Regions from separate parts of the Macaca mulatta genome. Here region 1 is linked to region 2. Evidence: chromatin contacts called from public Hi-C data. All regions are on one chromosome and are shown on one strand. The core of a region is the stretch at or near the end of the contact, and the rest is flanking DNA. Distances in the headings are between cores, read along the strand shown.

Region 1 (7,102 bases), core at 3,125-5,624, 88 kb before region 2:
GGGAGGCCAAGGTGGGAGGATCCCTTGAGCCCAGGAGTTTGAGACCAGCCTGGGCAATGTAGGGAGACCCCATCTCCACAAAAAAGAAATTTTTATTTCTGTAAGTAGGATAGTCTTAAAAAAAAAAAAAAAGAAGCCAGGCATGGTGGAGTACATTTGTAGTTCCAGCTACTTGGGAGGCTGAGGCAGGAGGATTTCTTGAGCACAGGAATTTGAGGCTGCAGTGGGCTATGACTGTGCCATGGCACTCTAGCCTGGGCAACAGAGGGAGACCCTGCCTAAAAAAAAAAATATATATATATATATATATATATATAGAGAGAGAGAGAGAGAGAGAGAGAGAGAAAGAATTATATATATAATGCAAACAATAAGGCTCAAGTCTAGACAAGTTTTTCCAGATTCAGCAGAATCTGAGTTGCTCAACCAAAACTTGTGAAAGAAAAACTACTAACAAGATGCAAGACAGCAAAGTTTCCATGATAATTTATACTGACAATCAGCTGACGGTTAATTACTACTGACTTCCAATGTGATTGAAAAGAAAATGTCTTAAGCAATAGACTATGTATCCAGGTATTTTCAGAAAATGTAACTTTGGATTGGTGCCTACCACACAATATTTGTAAACAGAAATTATGACTGATGCTTACTTACGTCCCACAGGGCCTTAACCACATTGTTTGTAAATACAAAATTAAAGTTTTAAAAATAAAAAGTTTAAATAAAATAAAACTAATTCCCTCCCACCAAAAGTCTCACTATTGGGCTTAAATAAAGGTCATAATTTAGAATAATTGTACTGCTCGTCCCACATTACATTCCTATTTAGACCACTCCATCCCCTATTAATTAAAATATCCCTTTATTTTCAACTTGTTAGTTACAAACTAACTCCAATTTCCTCAACTATTGCATTTGCTAGGTTAAGTCTAAGTACAAACAGCTGCAGTCCATCTCAGTGAATAAATCTCTGTACAATAAAGTTATTTTAAAATAAAATCATTCTTCACTTTAAAGCAGGATACTTGTATAAATAAGAAATTGGCTAAATAATCAGTATTGAAGTTAAAAAAAAAAAAAAGAAAAAAGTGACTCATATCCTGTAAGAGCTTTAAAAAATTAGAAATCTGGCCAGGCACGGTGGCTCATGCCGGTAATCCCAGCACTTTGGGAGGCCCAGGCAGGTGGATTACCTGAGATCAGGAGTTTGAAACCAGCCTGACCAACATGGAGAAACCCCGTCTCTACTAAAAATACAAAATTAGCCGGGCGTGGTGGTGCATGCCTGTAATCCCAGCTACTCGGGAGACTGAGGCAGGAGAATCGCTTGAACCCAGGAGGCAGAGGTTACAGTGAGCCAAGATCGCATCATTGAGCTCCAGCCTGGGCAACAAAAGCGAAATTTCATCTCAAAAACAAAAAAGTAGAAATCCTCCTCAGCAGAAGTTTTAATACCCTATCTTAAACAGCAAAATGCACAACAAAATGAAACCATAACCCATGGAAAAATAAAATGCATTAGAAGTTTCCAGTTTTATGTTTTTTTAATAATATTTAAACGCTGTTGTAGTTGAACCTACATTTAAGGTTCAAAAAACCGACAAAGGCCAGGCACACTGGCTCACGCCTATAATCCCAGCACTTGGCGGGGGCTGAGGCAGGTGGATTGCTTAAGTCCAGGAGTGCGAGACCAGCCTGGGCAACATGGCAAAACCCTGTCTTTACAAAAAAAAAAAAAAAAATTAGCTGGACGTGGTGCTGCACTCTTGTAGTCTCAGCTACTCTTAGGAGCTAGAGAGTAGCTAGGGAGGCTGAGGTGGGAGGGTCACCTGAGCCTGAGGAGGCCGAGACTGCAGTGAGCCTTGATTGTGCCACTGCACTCCAGCCTGGGGGACAGAGCGAGACCCTGTCTCAAAAAAAAAAAAAAAAAAAAAAAACTGACAAAACCACAGTAACTTCTTTCACATTATTACCATTTATTGAGTCCTCATGGTTAAAATTTTACAAATAGTCTCATTTAACTCTCACAACAATCTTAAGAGACAGGTATTTTCCTTTACATAAATGAGAGAACTGAGACTCAGAAAAGTTAACTTTTCCAAGGTCATATAGTAAATATAAGACCTGAGTCAGGATCTAAACCGAAATCTACGTTAATTCCAAAGCTCGGTGCTCTCAATCGTTGCTAGAAGGATGGTCTAATCAAAAAGCTGAAATACTTTAGGCCAATTCAGAATATTTAATATTCTTTGTTAAAAAATAAAAGGACCTTGTATAACCAACATTCCAGTTCAAACCAAATAGGAGAAATACCCTGACGGTCTATCTTGTTCTGAATTAATTACTTCAAAGACAGCCTTTATAAAGGCACACTACCATTATACCATATTTTAAAACACAAACCTCCCTTTAACCCCAAAGTCTCAAGAGATTCAAATAATTTCACATCATCTCAGATACCTTCGGCAAAACGTATGCTATAGTATACTTTCTGTAATCCAGGTCTGAGTTTTGTATTTGTAAAATGAACTAAGTACCCTGAAAGTACTTTCCAGCATGGGGTGGAGGGGGGATACCAAAAGTATTCACCCTATACAATAGAATATTCTGGGTCAGAGGCGTAAGAGACGACAAGAGTACAACAGCAGGCTAGTATAACAAGATTTGCAAAGTATTGGGAAAGCAAACAAATCTTTCCTGCTTGGTTTAGTCAATCATTCTTAGCACCCAATGGCAAAGACAGAAACAGTCACCATGCTTAACACTCTTTAAACTCCACCCTCCACAGTAAAGCTTTAATAGCAATGGCTTCTTCCTCAGTGGTAATGATCTTTGTTCAGCACACTACTGATGGCTACCTTCCCAATTCAGGAGCAGAGAAAGAGCATCAGAGTGAGAGTACATTCACTGAACAATAAAAGCATCTACTGTACTTTCTTCTTATTGAAAAATGTACCCTTTATCTTCGTTGACTAAAAAAAAAAATTGGATTCCTTCCGGACTCAACCAATAAGCAATTCTTTCTAACCAACCCTGACCCTCCGATATGTTCTATCCAAGGGCACTACATGTTTCCGTACCTTATAATAAATATTTAATGTGACCAAAAGAGCACACAACTTCCTTCCTACCCCCAACCTTTTGGGAAAGGTATGTGGCCAACTAGGGCTCTTCCCTTCCTGTTGGATCCTCCCAGTGTTGCAGCAGGAAGCAACCAGTCCATAGAGATAAAGCAAGCTAGTATTTGTGCAGCGCACAACCTTTCCTGCTCAGGAACCGGGCCTTCAGGTCTGGCAAGGATAACAGCCACCACCCATCCGCAACCTCTTCTCGCGAACCGAGTAAAGAGTTATCCCGGGTTGTGTGCCACTGAGTAGGGAGAGCAAGATAATAAAAGGCTAGGTGGGAAGTAATGTCAGCCTGCCGGGTCACTGCGACAAGTGCGCGACTGGGTGATGGTCGATCCCTCTTACCCTCCCACCACCCGGGTCGCAACGGAGACCAGGGAGCTCTAAACACGATCTGGGGAGGGAAGGTAGAGAGAGTTGCCAAATGGGGAGTGGGGGAGGGAGCGGTCAGAGAAGGTTAAGGACCGCGAGAACCGCGGGGCGGAGGGTGGGGGTGGGGACCCCTGGCCCGCTCAGATTTTACCGGGTCCTGGACCCGGGATGCGAGAAGCTTAGAGGGGGGGCCGAACAAGGGGAGGAGATATGCAGAAAAGAGGCTCGCTCGAGGGGGAAAGGGGGCAGATAAGAAAAGACCTGTAGTGGGAGTCTGCACCGAAGGCAAGGCCAAGAGGGAAGCGAAGAACCCGTCACAGGGGCTTCGGGAGAGGACGCCAGCCGGGAAAGGTGTACGCTGAGGGGGAGGGGGCGCTACACCCGAAAAGAGAGATGGTGGGAGGGGCGGCGGGGCCGCAGAACCCAGGGAAAGGAATTCGACGATATGCGAGAAGGCAGTCCGCCAGGGGAAGGACACGCAGGGAGGGGCTGTGAGGCCAGCCAAGGCCCACGGAGAGGTCGCTCAGAGAGCGGCATGTGATGGGGACCCCTGTCTGAGGAGGAGAGAAGCTGAGCTGGGTAGGAGACGGAACCACACAAAAAGGAAGGGCTGAGGCAGGCCTCTATCAGTGCACGGGTGGCCGGCACGTCCGCCGAGTGTGTCCCGGGTCCCCGAACGGGGACTGTGTAGAGTGCGAGAGCCCATGGCCTCACCTTTAAAGAGGTAGTCGTACTCGTCGTCGCGGGTGCCCATTGCGCGGCCGAGGAGCGAAAGGGCGGGAGCAGCAGTGGTATCTGTGGGACCAGGGGGCGTCGCTGCAGGGGTAACCCGAACGCCGAGCTTCAACTGCCGGACTGGGTGAAGAGCCCCTCCTTGCCGCTGCGCCACTTCCGGCAGGCCCCAGCCTTTAAGGGGAAGTACTTCCGGGGGCGGCTCCCCGTCCCTGAACCCAAGAAGGGCGGTATGCACGAGAGTCGCGATGCGTGGGGCTTCAAACTTTCGTCGCTAAAGGAGGCTCAAAGGGGAAACTGAGTCCTGGAATTCCTAGCTACCGTGGTCTTAGTGGCCTCTTGCTTATTTCTCGAGCTACCGTGCCCGGAAGCGACTCGCTGGAACCGGGCGGGACCGCCTGTGAGTGGTGGGTTTGTGGATGGGGGCGGGGTTGTCTAAGGATCAGAGAGCCGAAGGCAACTACATATGCGTGGCGGTTCCATGGTGTAATGGTTAGCACTCTGGACTCTGAATCCAGCGATCCGAGTTCAAATCTCGGTGGAACCTGCATTGGTGCTTTTTTTTTTCCTTAACAACTTTTTTGTTCACTAAGTAATTGAACAACTATGACATATATTAACATGGAGATGTAAAATTTAATCCTTGCCTATGAAGAACTCACAAATTTCCCACTGCATTTGAGGTACTATCTGCTACCTGGCGGGGGTTGTCTTAATGAGCCTCTTCACTACCTTTTTTTTTTTAACCCTGGCCCCTCAAACTTTAATTCAGAAGCTTCAATGAAACTTGAAAATTCCTTTTGCTGGAATTTTCTACCTCCAGCTTCATGCACGGGTAGGCGCTTGTCACTCACTCCTCTCCGGAAATCTCTCAGTCTATCTCGTTTTCATTTAGAGTACTTCGCCCACCCTCCTCATCAAGATTCATCAAGAACTTGAGTCCTATTTGTAGGCCTCTAATCTAAGTCCGTTTACATAAGTATTTCATTTAATATGCCGAGCAAAGGATGGCAATTTCCATTTTAGCGGAAATTTGGATACTAAGACTCAAGTGATTTGCCAGATATCATGCCGCAGGGCCTCCCTGTATTTGAAGAGAATTTTGTAATTCCAGAAAAGCCTTTATCCAATTATTGTCACACCTCCTACCTCCTATATGCAAACTCTCGATTTAGACTTGTGGGCAAGTGTGCCTAGAACAAGCAGAAGAATACCACCTGCCAATGATGTCCACTTCCCAATTCCCAGAGACTGAATAGGTTAGGTTACATGGCAAAGGGGAATTGAGGTTACAGATGAAATTAAGGTTGCTAATCAGCTGACATTAAATTAGGGATATTATCCTGGATTATTTGGGTGACCCCAGTGTTGTCGTAAGAGTACTTAAAAGTGGAAAAAGGGCTGGGCACGGTGGCTCACGCCTTAATCCCAGCACTTTGGGAGGCCGAGGTGGGTGGATCACCTGAGGTCAACAGTTCAAGACCAGCCTGGCCAACAAGGTGAAACCCCGTCGCTACTAAAAATACAAAAAGTTAGCCGGGCGTGGTGGTGGGCGCCTGTAGTCCCAGCTACTCTGGAGGCTTAGGCACGAGAATCGTTTGAACCCGGGAAGCAGAGGTCGCAGTGAGCTGATTAACAGCTGAGTCAATGGGCTGGGAAAGGCAGGCCCACCCTTAACCTGGGTGGGCACCATCTAATCAGCTGCCAGCGAATATAAAGCAGACAGAAAAATATGAAAAGGCTAGACTGGCTTAGCTTCCCAGCCTACATCTTTCTCCCGTGCTGGATGTTTCCTGCCCTCGAATGTTGGACTATAAGTTCTTCATCTTTGAGACTCAAACTGGCTTCCTTGCCTCTCAGCTTGCAGAAGGCCTATTGTGGGACCTTGTGATTGTGCGAGTTAATACTACTTAATAAACTCCCATTTATATATATATATGTCTATCCTATTCATTCTGTTCCTCTAGAGAACCTGGACTAATACAGTTGGTAAGAAAATAAAAAGGAACTGTCTAGTAAAAAGCCTGGAATTATAAATTTAGAAATGCCTAGCCTTAGACTGTGGGAGAAGCAAGACCTGAAATATATCTCACCCTCCACATCTGGGGAGGTAACCTTACATGTTTGTTAAAAACAAAGTGAGGACTGATAAGGCTGTGTTTAAACTTCAGCTCAGTCATTCACTAAAGCTGTGTCAATTTCAATAATTTATCTAATCCTGCTGAATCCCAGTTTCTTATCTGCAAAATGGGGACAAACAGGAAGAAGGAATTAAGTAACATATGTATAGCTGTTAACAGTGTGCATGGAACATAATAAATATTTATGAATGCATTGACTTTTTTCTTTTTCCTTTTTTTTTTTTTTTTTTTGAGTCAGGGTCTTGCCGCGTCACCCAGGTTGGAGTGCAGTAGTGCGATGTCGGCTCACGGCAACCTCCGTATCCTGGGCTCAAGCAATTCTCCCACCTCCACCTCCCAAGCAGCTGGGACTACAGGTGTGCACCATCGCACCTGGCTAATTTTTGTATTATTTGTAGAGAGGGGGTTTCGCCATCTTTGCCCAGGCTGGTCTTGAACTCTTGAGCCCAAGCGATGCTCCCATCTCAGCCTCCAAAAGTGCTAAGATTACAGGAAAGAGCCACTGTGCCTGGCCAAATGCAGTGATTTTCAACAGGGGTCAATCTTGTGTCCAGAGACATTTGATAACATCTGGAGACATTTTTAGTGTCACTACTTGGGGGTGCTACTGGTATCTAGTAGGGACCAGGGATGCTGCTAAATGTTCTACAACACACAGGATAGCACTCCCAACAAAAAGAATTATCTGGCCCAAAATGTCAGTAGTTACCAAAGTTGAGAACCATG
Region 2 (7,021 bases), core at 2,520-5,019:
CAGATAATTTCTTTTTTCTTTTTTTTGCAACCTCTGCCTCCTAGGCTCAAGCGATCCTCCCACCTCAGCCTCCTAAGTAGCTGGGACTACAGGCATGCACCACCATGATGGACTAATTTTTGTATTTTGGTAGAGACGGGGTTTTGCCATGTTGCCCAGGCTGGCAGATAATTTCTTTCAAAAATAATTTCATCAGGTTTGTGTTTTTAAGAAACAAACGGATAATTTGACCACATTGCTAATAAATTTTACTTTCTGGATTAAATACATTGGAACGTCACTCAAACACTGTTTCACAGTGAGTACAATTTGTCAATGTGGATTCTGCTTTGGGACACATCTAAATAGTTTCTAATAGGTCACAGATCCCCGGTAGGTTTTCTCACCCATAAGGAAGCCTTGTAGCATAGCTATCAAGGACTGATTTATAGGCCAGGTGTGGTGGCTCATGGCTGTAACCCCAACACTTTGGGAGACTGAGGAGAGTGGATCACCTGAGGTCAGGAGTTCGAGACCAGCCTGGCCAACATGGTGAAACCCCATCTCTGCTAAAAATACAAATTATTTTTAGCCAGGCGTGGTGGTGGGTGCCTATAATCCCAGCTACCCTGGAGGCAAGAGAATCGCTTGAACCCAGAAGGTAGAGGTTGCAGTGAGCTGAGATCACGACACTGCACTCCAGCCTGGGCAACAGAGCAAGACTCTGTCTTTAAATAAATAAATAAATAAATAAGATTGCTCTATAGAGGCTCCAGGTTTTCATTTAAAGGTGTGAGAAACTTCTGGTATAGCAATTAAGGTACATAGATTTAACAGGTGGAGAGGATTAGGCTGTACAACAGCTTGCGCTTCCATTGCTTTAAATGGTTATTGGTTTCATCTTTTCCTTCATGCATCATTCAAACCACAGCATTTTAAAATAACTTCTAAGAAATAGCCAGATAGAGTTCCACATATAAAATATGACAATTTCAGAAATGGCATGGTGCCAAAATTTATTATCCAAAAAATTCTATTTGGCTCATGTCTACACTGTTAGAATCCTTTGCCCAAATCACATCTAGGGTTTAGGTTTAACTGTGACTACAGTCGCATATGCCTGGGGTGTTGAGAGGACTCCTGATATGACAGTTAAGGGGGGGCTCTGAGGTAGGATTCTTCCTGGGTACACAGTCAAATGCTGCGTATTGGTTTTCTACTGTTTATTAATATTGTTCTTTAAGAAGCTATTTTCTCTGATTAAAAAAACCTTCATGCCTTTTAAACTTCTGAAAGGTTTTAGAATCTGATTTTGTACGTTACACGCAACTATATATCTATTTTAATTGGTACTCTGTAGATGAAAATATTTGTGTATATATATGCACATATATATGTATAACCAACTAAAAGAGTGCTTTTGCTGCTGGTGGAATATTTTGATACGCCAGGCTACTCCTCAAAGAGGAATTGACCTGATACGTATAGCAACACTTACAACTAACGAAAGGCTAAATCTGTGTCCAATGGGTAAAGAACTGGAAGGGTTCCCAACTGGACCTTAAAAGAAGCTTTTTTAAGGTAGAGCACAATGGCTCATGCCTGTAAACACAGGACTTTGGGAGGCTGAGGTGGGTGGATCACTTGACCCCAGGAGTTTGAGACAGGCCTTAGGCAACATAGTGAGACATAGTCTCTAAAAAAATAGAAAAATTTGCCGGGTGTGGTGGTGGGCACCTGCAGTCCCAGCTACTCCAGAGGCTGAGGTGGGAGGATAGATCGAGCCTGGAGTAAGCCGTGATCACACCACTGCACTCCAGCCTGGGCAACATAGCAAGGCTCTGTGTTGAAAGTTTTTTTTACAGCTTTAACTGACATACAGATGACTACATATATTTAAACTATGCAACTCGACAGTTTTGTTTTTGGTTTTTTTTTAAAGCAAAGTCTTGCTCTGTCACCCAGGCTGGAATGCAGTGGCACAGTCTCGGCTCACTGCAGCCTCCGGCTCTGGGGCTCAAGCGATCCTCCCACCTCAGCCTCTCAAGTAGCTGCGACCACAGGCGCACGCCGGCACGCACGGCTAATTTTTTGTATTTTTGGTGGAGACAGGGTTTTCGCCATTTTGCCAGGCTAGTCTTGAACTTCTCAGGCTAACCTCTTGCCTCGGCCTCCCTAAGCGTGTTGGGATTACGGGCATGAGCAAAGGCGCCTGGCCCCAGAGTTATTTTTATAAACTTTATAGCATGTTTCCCCTTAAAACGTGCTGAAGGCCGGGGGCAGTGGCTAAAGCCTGTAATCCCAGCACTTTGGGAGGCCGAGACGGGCAGATCACGAGGTCAGGAGATCGAGACCATCCTGGCTAACGTGGTGAAACCCCGTCTCTACTAAAAAATACAAAAAAAAAAAACAACAAAAAAACCCAAAAAACCTAGCCGGGCGAGGTGGCGGGCGCCTGTAGTCCCATCTACTCGGGAGGCTGAGGCAGGAGAATGGCGTGAACCCGGGAAGCGGAGCTTGCCGTGAGCTGAGATCTGGCCACTGCACTCCAGCCTGGGCGACAGAGCAAGACTCCGTCTCAAAAAAAACAACAACAACAACAACAACAACAAAAAAACAGTGCTGAAGTACTTTTTTATTGTCCCTCTTCTCCCACTAAACTGCAGTTTCCTGAAGGTGGAGGTTTTGTTTCCCTCACCACCCTCTGAGCACCCTCTGTATCGATGATTGTTGACTGAATGAATGAATACAATGAAAGAACTGGAGGTAGGAAATAAAGTTGTAAACTTGGTTAGTAAAAGGCTATGCAATTTAGGAAAAGTTGACTTTAAAGCAGAGGGATTTTTAGGGTCCTGTTTCTTCTTTCATTTGTCCATAGAATAACGTCTAACATTTATTTAGTACTTTCAAGCACTATACTAAGTACTTCACAGGTACTATACAATTTAACTCCCGAGCAACCCCGTGGGGGGTAATCAAGCTTTATTATCTTCATCTGTCAACAGCCATCAATGGTGGAGAGCCAAAGTCAGGTTCAAGTAGGCCGTATCCAATTAATCCAAAGTAATGGACACCCCGTCAGTCAACAACTGGGGTTTTATCAACGTACTTTTCGGAGAAACCCCCTGAATTCCCCGCTTTACCTTTCTATCTTGGGACCGAAACCTACTCCGCGGTTGCTAACCCTGAAGGGAGTTTCCTGGAGAATCTGAGCACCCTTGGTGGAGAAGCTCAGACCTACGAACCGAGCAAGGCAATCTCAGGACTCCCGGAGTGCCGGAGAGGAAGGAAGAAACAGGTCAGTTGGCGCGAACTGGACTCTTGTGCTTCTGGGTGGCGAAAGGTGAAGGGACTGTACGCTTCGCCCACGCCAGCCTGGGGCTTGGGATCTCCTGACCCGACGGGGAACCACGGTGCGTTTCCCCAACTACACTGCACGTCACAGGGTAGGGCGACTTAGTCCCGCCCACCTTCTCCGCCCCCTCGTCAGTTTGGCGCTAGGACCCCACGACCCTCAACCCGGCCCTCTCCTCCCACTAGGGCTAGATCCGGCCTTCGATTGGTGCTCGCGCGCGTGATTCCCGCCCCCGCCCCTTCCGTCATTGCCAAAATGGCGCCGGTAGCGGTGGCCGCGGCGGCTGGAGTCGGAGAAAGAGGCGGAGGCAGTGGCGGCCGCGAGGGGAGGGGGAGTCCCGTCTGACTGAGACGGCAGGCCTGGGCGGGCGGGGGTGCCGCGGAGGGCGGAGCGCCGGGCTGGGGATGAGCTAAGCGGGCTCAGAGCGCCGCGGCATTCCGCCTCTCGTGTCCCGCTGCCGCGCGTGAGGGAATCCGGCGCGGCTCTTCAAGCTCGATCCGCTGCTCGCTCGGGAGCCAGCTGGGAGGTGAGTGCGGGGGCGGCGACCCGGGCAGCGGTGGCAGGTGGAGCTGTCACGGCCCGGAGAGGTGACAGCCGGGGGCGCGGGAGCGGGGCGGCCGGGCTCGGGGAGGCGGCATGGATGGCCGCGACCTCCGCCCGAGAGCTCTTGAGAGCCGGGAGGTCCTCCGCGGCTCGGTCCGCCCCGGGATGGCGTGGCGGTGCTGAGAGTAGCACCCGCGCCTCTGCGTCGGACGCGTGGGGGGCTCCTGTGTTTTCATTCCAGATTTTCTATTCCAGGCTGGCCTGGGGCTGTTGTTATTTGCGAGTGGGGGCGGGGAGGGGGAGGTCCTGGATCTGGGATTTTGACAAGCCCGTTACGTAAGTCGGAGGTGGCTTCCCGGAATCCCACCTGCTCGGTATCTGAGACAGGCGGCGGGGGGAGCCCGGGGTGCCTGGAGGCCCACTTTTCCTCCCAGGGTCTGTCCAGCCTTCCCCGGCCCGCGGGCACGGGTTCTGCGTGAGCGCGGCCAGCGTCCAAGTTGGCCAGTTTTTTTCTAGTCTTTTTGGGGATGGTGTGTGGTGGGGGAAGGGAACGATTCCTGGTTACCACCATTCCCTTTGAAGTTTATCGCTTTCTGGAGGTGGGGGGGCAGGAAAAACAGTAAAAAGCTTGTGACCTAAAATTGGGTCGCAGCGACAGCTTTTCATTATCGTGCTTTTAAATGACAGATGTGCTGGAAGATTTTTGTTGTTGTTCCAATGTGCTTTTAATTCAAATGTATGGTTACGCCTAGAGCCATAGAGGTTTTTGTCTTACAGGACAGTTATTTCTTGTTTGCAACAGCAGGACAGGCATTAGTCAACAGGCATGTATTTATTTAAGGAGAAAACGCGTGTCAGCCAGCTAGAGACCCGTGAGGGCAGAAATTGTATTACTCTGTGAATATGTTATTCTTTAAAATGTATTATACATTAATGAAAAGAATAGCCCGAATGTGAAAGAAGCGGTCTTGCAAGATTACAAGCTGTTATTTGGTGTGTATATAGTCTCATTCTATTTTCTGTTTACCCTAGTCTACCTCTTCTCTCCTTGGGGGAGGAGGTGGAGACACCTGTAAACAGTGTAGCCCCGGTTACACTAATCTATTGTAGTACATTTGGGATTATTTTTAAAAGTATTCTGGGGGACTTAAGATTGGGTAATAAGCAAGGACTCTTGAGCAAGTTATTCAGTTTATGTTGATAGTGGTTCTGGGATTCGACTTTTGAAAACTTAAGTATACAAAATTTCTGAGCTGTTTGAATCCTGTTCGAACTTAAAATAAAATATTATATTTGGCTTCTTTTTCGAAAACTTTGTTTTGGGCAGAATTAAACATTATGGGCAATTTTTACTTCATTTACACAATTTCCCTTTGAACCACAGCTCTCAGTCCAGAATAGCATATGTTATCATCATTATATATAATATGTTACATAATTTTCTTTTTCTGAATGATTAAACATAGACCTACTTCACTGTGAAGTTTAATTTTTGTTTTGTATTATTTTTTAAGCCCCTTCCATTCTGGGATCACTGTGGAGTTTTATAACAATGTACTTGCTAAGAAATTTAATTGATCTTGATACCAGTCGCAAATTGGGAATAAATATAAATACATTTTGGCCCAAGTTTTAAACTTATAGACACAAATTTACATTTTTGAAAATTGGTGAAGCAATATGAGTTTTTTGTCTGTGCAAGAGAGCCAGGAAGTTGATGCTGATTTGTTCTGAACTTTTCCACATGAATTACCACTGGTTTAAAGAGTTATTGATTCTCAAGTTCCTGGAACTGTTGTCCTAGTTCTGGTAACTTGAATAGTATTTAGTATAATTGGGAGGCTAGAAGAAGTAAGAGACTACATGACATTTATTAATTCATTTAAAAAATTATGGCAGAATTGTAAAATAGAATTAGCTGGGGTTAATAGAATTGTAAAATAAAAGTAGCTGGGACTACAGGCGTGCATCACCGTGCTTGGCTAATTTTTGTATTTTTTGAGACGGGATTTCACCAGGTTGCCCAGACTGGTCTTGAACTCATGAGCCCAAGCAATCTGCCCGCCTTGGCCTCCCGAAGTGCTGAGATTACAGGCGTGAACTGCCGCACCCGGCCAGTGTAATTGCTATTATAAAACTTGGTTTTCCACTGAGTGGTATTAGTTACATTATATTTTGTTGTTTGCAGAATTTTTTGAAGCATTCTATGTCCTACAAAAACCTAGTTAAAGCACTGATGCAGATAGAGGTGTTTGGTATATAACAAATCTTGTGCTATTCCTACTTAAATTGATGGTGCGTTGTTCTAGGTGGAAAACAAAAGTTGCTCTAGCAGGAAAATTGACTTGTTATTCTTGCCTTCTCCGATGTCAGAGACTTATCTTTGGGCGATTTTTCCTTTTTCCTACCACAGGTAGAAGAAGAGTGACTGAGAATAGCTGATACATTTTTCTTCCTTTCTTATTTTATTTTATTTTACTATCTAATGCCCCAGATAGATTGTTTATTCAGTAGAATTTGTGGGAGGATGCTGGGGATGGAGGGAGTCAAGCACACCACACTTCATTATTGTATATCATAGTTATCACTTTGAATTCTACAAGACCAATGTAGAAATGTACATTTAAGAAGTGTTTAGGCCCTATTAGGTGGCTCATGCCTGTGATTCCAGCCCTTTGGGAGGCCAAGGCAGGAGGATCCCTTGAGCCCAGGAGTTTGAGGCTGCAGCAAGTTATGATTGTGCCACTGCACTCCAACCTGGGCAACAGAGTGAGACCCTGTCTCAGAAAACAAGAAACAAGAAGTGGTTAATTTATATAGCATTTTATAAGAGTGGAACAATTTTAATAGTCAAAATGCATTATAATATGGGAATGGTGAAATTAATGATAATCTATATGGTGGATACAGCTTCTAAAAATCATTTTTAAAACGTACTGACATAAGAAAGTACAATATAATGTTAAGAGAAAAATTAGAATATAAAGAAACATATAGGTATAGATGGCAAAAAGATTTGCAGGAGATATATAAAATAGTAAGAGATGCTATCCCTGGGTGATAGAATTATAGGTAATTTTTATTTTAGTTTTTGTGCTTTTCTCTGTTCTGAATAATTACTACTTTTTTTTTTTTTTTTGAGAC

The links. A called contact is a pair of places that touch in the nucleus more often than the background predicts.
Region 1: a Hi-C map of fetal cortex germinal zone shows a contact between it and region 2, with 3 times the contacts expected there. The contact joins the promoter of RAB11A here to the promoter of DENND4A in region 2. A contact is called at or near these places in 4 of 14 Hi-C or Micro-C datasets (CD4 T cells, blood, fetal cortex germinal zone and 1 more).

The regions. Positions count from the first base shown.
Region 1 is chr7:43,315,727-43,322,828 of T2T-MMU8v2.0, reverse strand. It overlaps RAB11A (RAB11A, member RAS oncogene family), which reads right to left and starts at 4,374. Exons shown (of 5, transcript NM_001261789.1): 1 at 4,218-4,374. The coding sequence starts at 4,257. TRNAQ-CUG (transfer RNA glutamine (anticodon CUG)) reads left to right here and starts at 4,711; the gene lies at 4,711-4,782.
Region 2 is chr7:43,226,804-43,233,824 of T2T-MMU8v2.0, reverse strand. DENND4A (DENN domain containing 4A) reads left to right here and starts at 3,769. Exons shown (of 33, transcript XM_077939608.1): 1 at 3,769-3,860.